Regions from separate parts of the Sus scrofa genome. Here all the other regions are linked to region 3. The links are chromatin contacts, called in public HiChIP or PLAC-seq maps. All regions are on one chromosome and are shown on one strand. The core of a region is the stretch at or near the end of the contact, and the rest is flanking DNA. Distances in the headings are between cores, read along the strand shown.

Region 1 (2,700 bases), core at 50-2,549, 1.3 Mb before region 3:
TGGGATAGTCAATCGCTGAGCCAGGAAGGGAACTCCTGTTTTTTTGTTTGTTTGTTTGTTTTTTGGTCTTTTTAGGGCCAAGGGGCATATGGAGGTTCCCAGGTCAGGGGTCGAATTGGAGCTGTAGCCATCGGCCTACACCACAGCCACTGCAACGCCAGATCCGAGCTGCATTTGGGACCTACACCACAGCTCATGGCAACGCTGTATCCTTAACCCACTGAGCAAGGCCAGGGATCGAATTCACAACCTCATGGTTCCTAGTCGGATTTGTTTCCACTGCGCCAAAACGGAAACTTGTTTGTTTTTTTAAAGTATCCTTTTAAAAAACTAAGATCCAGGGATTTCCCCTTGTGGCTCAGCAGAAACAACCGACTAGTATCCATGAGGATGTGGTTTCGACCCCTGGCCCTGCTCAGTGGGTTAAGGATCAGGTCGCAGAAGCAGCTCGGATTCCGCGTTGCTGTGTCCTAGATCGGCAGCAGTAGCTCTGATTCCACCTCCAGCAAGGGAATTTACATGTGCTGCGACCCTAAAAAAAATAATTTCCACTTCAACATAATTTCTTAAACAATTCCAGAGCATTAAAAAGGATAGCAAACTTTTTATGATGTTAAAAAATTGAGTATATTGATTCACAATGTTGTGCCTCGTTTTATGATTTTTGATCCCCAAACCTGAGAAAAGCACACACAAAACACAAAAGTCAAAACACAGTCCTGACTAATAAATATAAATGCAAATATCCTAAAACAATATTAGCAGATTTCAGCGTATTAGAGGACTGAATTATTGTTGAGGATATTCTGTCTAAACTTTTAAGTTTCTCTTTTCGCCTTCCCCATTACGTAGCAGCCTTGTAGTACGACCCCAGTGACGTCTAGAGTGCCTAAATCAACCTATAGAAATTTCATTCCTCTTACAGCGACTGGTTCAAATAGACCAAGGCAATCAGCAAGTGGTATCTCTCCTGGCCCCACAGGTGATCCAACCAGATAGAGGTTCAGTCTAGAGGTTCAGTCCTTTTGCTGAGAAACCGAGAGACCGGCTGTTAAACATTTATTAGCACGCCACCTCGATTTAAGTCATCCCTTTGTCTTTCGAGGATCTGACTACAGGGATGATGGAAAACAACGGGCGATTAAAAGTTGTTTGAGGAGAGAAGCAAAGACAACACCCTTCCCGCGGAGGGGGCAGGCCCGAAGGAGGGGTAGGGGCGGGCCTCGGCGCCGCGGCCCCGCCCCAGACGCGCGGCTTTGCCCCGCCCTTCGCGGCGCCGCCGTCGGCCCAGTGACCTCAGTTCAGCCCTAGGAGGCCATGGTGCTTCTCGACAAAGCAATGGCTAGTAAGTTGCGCGGCGGCCTGAACTCACCTGGAGGGGAGGCTTCGGGTATGGCGCCAGGGGAGGACCTTGCCGGCTTGGCCACTCGTCTCCGCCCCGTATCTCCGCTGCACTCATGGCCTTCCCTGCTCCTGTGTCCGCGGGGCTGGGGACCCGAGCGGCGAGAGTGGTGCGCGGCGGCGTCACGGGGAGGAGGCCTTGGAGCGCAGCGCGGTGCGGTGGCCGGGCTTCCGGGCTTCCAGACGGGACCGCGGGAGCTCCGGGTCTCTGCCCCTGATAGGCCCTCACTTTGCTCCCCACTGTGCTCCTGTGACACGTAAGACTGCGACTCCAGATGAGTTCCGTGCCCAACTACTCCAGAATCACTTGGGCGGGAAGGCGCGGGCGGGTGCTCATTAAAAATGCAAATTACGCACCTTCCCTGTAGTCTTCCCAGTTGCTCGCCGCCTCCCCCTCGCCCCAAGACAGTGTTCTTTCTGAAAAGCTTTCGGTAATTATGGTACTTAAAGTGTGAGAGTCTGACCTGTGAGAGTCCTGGAGACTTTTGCTATGGCTTAGATTGATTTTTGAACTTGGGTTTTGCACAAAGCATCATTCTAGTTATTTGTGGTTTGAGCCTTGTCACGTGTAAATGAAGCACCTGTTTTCTTTGATTTGGGCTTGTGTGGTAAGCGGACTGGTTAATTTGCTCCCGTGTGCACCCCCTCAAACCCACCGATGATTGCCCTTTTCTTCTGAACAAAAAACTGGGCAGGTTGCATCTGGACCTTGAGCTTTCAGGTTAGGTATTACACATCCCTATTCTGGATCAGCCCCAGGGGTGTGAGTTTCTAGCTTCGTACCCGGGTCTTTGCAGGATTCTTTCACATGAGGCAGTGGAGTGCTCTGGGCTCAAAGTCTGAAGACTGGATTATTACAGTCTTGGCTCAGCCCATGTCAAGTCATTTAACCTCTCTGGACCTCAGTTTCCTGTCCTGTAAAATAAACATAAATCGTTCATACCAAGGTTTAGTGAAGCTCCCTGAAGACCGTAAGATTTGTGAAAGTGCTGTATTTCATTTCAACCTCTGGAGTACAGCACAAGTTGGTGGAATGGACGTTCAGGATCTGGGTATAGAAGTCCTTTTACATACCTCCTGAGTGTGACTGTATCTTTCAGAAGAGGCTGATGGACTTGAGAGCTTGGTGGGGTTGATGGTAATGTTGATTTGACTTCCTTGAGGAGTGTTTTCAAGTTACATGACCTCACCTCACCCACCCCAAAACAAACAATGTGCCCCTTCAGTCTTAGATTTTGGCTTGGTTGTGGCTGTGCCATTTAACTTTGTTAACTGGCTTTGTGCTCCTTTCCCTCTGCA
Region 2 (2,700 bases), core at 171-2,670, 1.2 Mb before region 3:
TCTTTTTCAGGCATGTAAATTTCCAGGTTAAAATTTTGAAATGAATTTAAGATGCTTCTACCCCAAAGATTTAAAAACTCATTCCCACAGATGAAATAAATGCTCCTGAACACCACTGTACTCTCATTACCCAACAGTCACTGTATTTACCCATCTTCCACCCTTCAAAAAAAGGGGAGTGGCTCTTTATTAAAAGGTTATTACTAAGTTCCAGGCCTTGGAAATCACCAAAACAGTTCATACCGTACTGTAGCAATAGTTAAGGGCATTTGACTTCCTCTACTAGTTAATTAAATACAATCATCACGTTTACAAACGTCTCCATACCCACAACGCTAGGGATAAATGCTGTGTCACTGAGAAGAAAAACAGGTATTTTTCCAAAACCAAAAGGAAACTGTCAACGAAGGACGCTAACCTGTGCCCTCGGGCTACTTCAATCTCAATAAAGGCAGCCAAATTGAGTTTCCCTAAACCCAAGTGCTGCCACTTGGCTGCCCCGGTCTGATGGGAAGCCCCCTGACCGGCACAACCCGCCAAGGAAAGGCTGCACCCGCCGGGCTCCACCTCCACAGCCCGGGGATGCTTCTCACCATTTCCAGGTGAGCACCGGGGCCTTCGGGGTGTCCGCTGCCCGGAGCCGGACTTGCCCTGCCCTCCGGGGTCTTCCGTTCACTGTTGCGCTTCAGGCCGCCGGCGTCGCCTCGGCCCCCGGTCTCCCGGCGCCGCCGCTGCCGGCTCCACAGGTACATGGCACCCGCGCCCAGCAGCAGGGGCGCTCCGACTGCCAGGGCGAGCTGCCATCGCGGCAGGCCCCCGGTGCCCGGGCCTGTAGTCGCACTGCCACCGCCCACTCCACTCCCGGAGCTGGGCACAGCCGCTGCGACCACCGCCGCCTCCACAGGTTTAGAGGCGGCCATGACGGGTGTCCTCCGCCACCGCCTCCCTGCTTGTCGCTGGCGCCACAGTCACCAGGCAGCGTGCGAACGTAAACCGGAGCGAGTCACGGAAGGAAAGCAGTGAGCGAGCGAGCACGCTAGGCAGCAAGAGCGGACGACAGAAAAGGGCCAGAGGTCACCGGAAGCCCAAGGCATGCCGGGCCAGAACTGGCGGTTCTTCTCTTCCCTTCTCAACCGAGAATGGGGGAGGAGAAGTGTAGAATAGTTCCGGGTCAAGGTGCTGGGCGTGAAGTGAACAACCCAGGCAGTTCTTTCTCTTTTCTTTCCTCTCGCTGCTGTTTGTGAGACTAACTTCTGCGGCCTTGTGACTTCGGTGGTATCCGACGCCGTCCCCTACGCCTTCAGTAACGAAGGGCAGAGGGCCCTATGCTCTAGGGAGGCTGGGGCGAGCCGCATATCTAGCGGTTTTACAGCGCTCACGCGAGTATAGGAAAAAGCTCGAAGCCGCTCTAAGAATGGGCGGGAGTGGCGAAGAGTTATGAAGGTTATTGGCTGTAAGGAATGGTGGGCGGGGCATAGGCCGAGCCACTCAGTTCATTGGTAGAATTTGGACCACACATTTTTCTTGTTACTGCCACGTTGGCGCTTCTCAGAGCCGGGAGGCCGTTGGCTCGGTTGTTCACGTGTCAGAGGAAACCAACGGATTGGAAGGACTTTTAAAGATGTATGAGGAAAGAGCCCAAAGCTGACGTTAGCCTGCTGTATCACTGATCTTAGCTCTACCATGGCCAGGTTTTAGTTTGGACTAATTTGAGGTCATTGGGGGCAACAACAGGTAGCAGAACTCAGACGGTAGAAACGGGCAAATCTAGTTGGCCCCAGTCAAAATGGCTTGAACGGGGTCCCTGCGACTTACATTCCACACCAATTGCGAAAGCCATGCCGTCTCTGCGTTGTTATGAGGTTCCCGAACTGAGTAGGTAGAAATGCGGAAAACCCAGAGTTCCCACCTTTCCTATATGTATTTGTGTCGTACCGGATTCCGCCTAACACCCCAGCCCACACCTCGCTCCCTGGAGCATACAGGCTCTCCCCAGCGCTGTGAAACGCCCGTTGTCATTCCTGTTTTGCACTAGATGTTTCAGTCCTCTTGCCACATTCCCAAGTTGAAATTTCAACTCAAGGCTTTCATGTATCTAAGAACTGTCAAATCGTTTCCACATGATCTGCACTAGACCTCTTAAAATACAGAAATTTCCCCTGCAAGGAATTGTTTAGAATTCACAGTATTTTCAAAAAGAAAAGAATTAATAGAAAATCAGAATTCCCAACTACGGCTTCTCATTTCACATATACTGTGCACACCTTACATTAAAAATTTACAAATGGGATTTCCTGTTGTAGCTCAGCAGGTTAAGAACCCGGACAAATATCCATAAGGATGCACGTTCTATCCCTGGCCTGGCTCAGTGGGTTAAGAATCCAGCATTGTGGAAAGTTACAGTGCAGGTCACAGATGTGCTCAGATCCAGAGTTGCTCGCTGTGCCTGTGGCATAGGTGGGCAGCTGCAGCTCCAATTAGACCCCTAGCCTGGGAACTTCCACATGCTCCGGTGCAGCCCCAAAAAGACAAAAAAAAAAAAAAAAAAAAAAAAAAAAAATTTACAAATGATCATTTTGTTTTGGGATACAACTGAGGATTTTCAACACCACAACAGCACTGCATAAAGATTGAAAGGAGATAATTTATTAAGTGGTACCAAAATAGACTGACTAAATTAGAATGGCCTAATTGGAAAGT
Region 3 (2,700 bases), core at 84-2,583:
TTGTCTTTCTCTTTCTGACTTACTTCACTCAGTATGAGAGTCTCTAGTTCCATCCATGTTGCTGCAAATAGCATTATTTTGTTCTTTTTTATGGCTGGTGTATATATACACCACATCTTCTTAATCCAAACATCTGTTGATGGACGTTTGGGTTGTTTCCATATCTTGGCTGTTGTGAACAGAGCTGCAGTGAATGTGCGGGTGCATGTGTAAAAGTTTCTAGTCTTTATTCTCTCATCAGAACTAGGAAATTTGTTTTCAGACCAAATCAGTGGGAAACATATTAAAAAAGAAAAAAAGAGTTAAGGCAGTGTGTAATTAGTAGGAGGAGGACCCAGGAAGGGGGGAATGCACACAGAATCAATTGCCTGGAAATCTAAAAGTGTGAGTTACTGGATTTTCCCAAACAGAAATTATCAGAGATTTTGGATACTGCTGTTTCAGAAAGAGGGAAATTCAGAATAAAAGTTGCAAGATGGAATGGAAGAGTGAGTGGTAGAAACTGAAAGCTCTCCTCCTCCATTCTGGGATGCTACCAGGTTAATCTCTCACTTCCTGTGAGCACAGCTTCATTATCACCTGCCTCCACCTGCAGCCTGTGCTGTCTTTTCATTTCTCTTTGAAGTGTCGGAGTCTACCCATCTTTTAAGCGTTAGCCGCCCATTTCAGTTCCCATTTCAAGTCTTTTCTGAAGATTAGTTTTCATTTCTTTCTCCAGCCCCTGAAATCTTACTGAGTTCGTAGCTACATTTACACTAGTTAGCGCATAAAGCTATATCACAAGTATAAACCTACTCTCCTCCAGCTAAGCAGTGTAATTTTTGATTTTGTATACTGTACACTTATTTTGTATAATCTGGAAATAGTCTGGGTTTACACTTACTAAATATACTCCCAGGCCTAAAGTTCTGTTAAATATTGGAGGAACAACCATTTAAAAATACTTTATAAAAACTTCTATCCCAGCATTCTTTAACTATATTTTCAAATAAAATATATCTACTTTGACTAATCTCAACAAAATCGCCTGTAGTGGAATTCAACGCTTTTAACTTATTCAGAATTGCCAAAAGAAGGGACAGCCCCCATTATCGGAAGTCTCTAGCAATGAGTTTTCAAATGCGATCTGCATTCGGTAGCAGATGGTAAAAGTGTCCAATTTCGAAAACACCTACAAAAAGGAGTGAAACTATCATTTAACATCTGTTCGCTTGTAGCCAAATAAGCGAGTTGACCAGGATTCCTAAACCCACTGCGGCTCAGTTTCTAACACACGTTTTGCGTCATTAGGCGTAGGGAGCCAATTGGGCCGTTTGGGTGCCGTGCATCCTGGGAGCTGTAGTTCCGGGGGGGGGTGTCCCTCCTCCAGACTACAAGCTCCATCGAGCAGCAGGAGGACGGTTGCTTGGTGTAATTAGCAAGCGGGAAGTATGGCGGTGGCGCGCATCGACGCGGCTTTGCCTCCTGGAGAAGGTAAGGCGACCGTCACCTCTGTGTCCCCAGGTTTACTCCATGGAACTGAATTAAATAGTTGCTTGACGGAAGGAATAAGACTGGGTATAGGGGTGCAGTTCTTGTCCAGTTCTTTTGATGCGGGGCTGCGGGCATCGCCGAGGCGCGCTACCCTCTGGGAGTTGTAGTCTCCTGGGCGCTGCCTGGCTCTCCAGTGTCGCGGCTAGGGCCAAGTGGGGGGACTACAAGCCCCCAGGGACCTTCGCGCTACTGGACGCCGCGGGTCCCGCGCTGCTGAGGATGCTTGGATGATGGGTTTCTGGCCGCGATGACCTTTCTTGGATGTTTACTTTGAGTTCTGGGTTCCCAAGTGAAAACTGCAGAGTCCCCCCTTTCCCTTGGATCCCTAAAATTTTCAAGAAAAATCTCTAACACAGCTCCCTAGATTGACGTTGGACCTTTTCTTGGGAAGTGTCTCGTGGCCGTGATAAAATCTGGGGGTTATTCAGAGCCCACAGTTCTCCACCCCTTGTTCTGTATATGTGGTCCTGGGACCTGGTTTGGTGGCTGCTGAGGAGAGCGCGGGGCGTGGGTGATTCCGTAGGTGCTGCGTGAGCCAGCTTCTTTGTTTTGGTTACAGCTGAGGCTCTGGGTCGGGGGCAGGTTGGAGGGTCGAGACTAGTCTCCACCGCCCAGATCAGGGCCTTATTTGGGAGGGAGGTTCTAAGAGGTCTTTCGGCCCTTTGAATTGTGTGCAAAAGCTATTCATTTTTCTGGGACGGTATATAGCTTTCACTAAATTCTCAGAACGGAATGACACTTCCTCTCCTACCTTCCCCCAAATGCTAGAAACCATTAGACAATGGAAAAACGTTGCAACTCTTCAGGAGAGCAACCTTGTATAGTTATTTCCCTCAGTAATCTTAATCTGGGTATAATTTGATATTGGTAGTTTCTCTGGCCCTTCCACCCTCTGATATCTGCATCTCTTAAATTCCCCTCACCAGCCCACCATGGCAGTTTACTGATAATCATAATAGTAACATTTATAGAGCACTTTTTAAATGAGCCAGACTATGTTCTGAGTGCCTTTTTTTTTTTTTTAAACATTATCTCATTTTCTCTGTGGAAGGTTATAAGCCAGAACCAGCTATAATGGAAAAAAAATAAAAATCATTATATTAAAAAAACCCCAAACATTATAAGCCAGGTATTATTATCATCCCTATTTTATAGAGTAGAAGAGCG

Evidence for each region. HiChIP or PLAC-seq counts read pairs in DNA pulled down with a chosen protein or histone mark.
Region 1: an H3K27ac HiChIP or PLAC-seq map of skeletal muscle shows a contact between it and region 3, with 6 times the contacts expected there. The contact joins the promoter of NIT2 here to the promoter of CEP97 in region 3. A contact is called at or near these places in 2 of 2 datasets of contacts at active chromatin or transcription factors (alveolar macrophages and skeletal muscle).
Region 2: a contact with region 3 is called in an H3K27ac HiChIP or PLAC-seq map of skeletal muscle, with 9 times the contacts expected there. The contact joins the promoter of TOMM70 here to the promoter of CEP97 in region 3. A contact is called at or near these places in 1 of 5 promoter capture datasets (liver) and 1 of 2 datasets of contacts at active chromatin or transcription factors (skeletal muscle).

The regions. Positions count from the first base shown.
Region 1 is chr13:158,651,694-158,654,393 of Sscrofa11.1, reverse strand. NIT2 (nitrilase family member 2) reads left to right here and starts at 1,299. Exons shown (of 10, transcript NM_001244342.1): 1 at 1,299-1,345. The coding sequence starts at 1,318.
Region 2 is chr13:158,575,746-158,578,445 of Sscrofa11.1, reverse strand. TOMM70 (mitochondrial import receptor subunit TOM70) reads right to left here and starts at 1,420. Exons shown (of 12, transcript XM_021071309.1): 1 at 594-1,420. The coding sequence starts at 920.
Region 3 is chr13:157,387,058-157,389,757 of Sscrofa11.1, reverse strand. CEP97 (centrosomal protein of 97 kDa) reads left to right here and starts at 1,333. Exons shown (of 11, transcript XM_021070500.1): 1 at 1,333-1,473. The coding sequence starts at 1,431.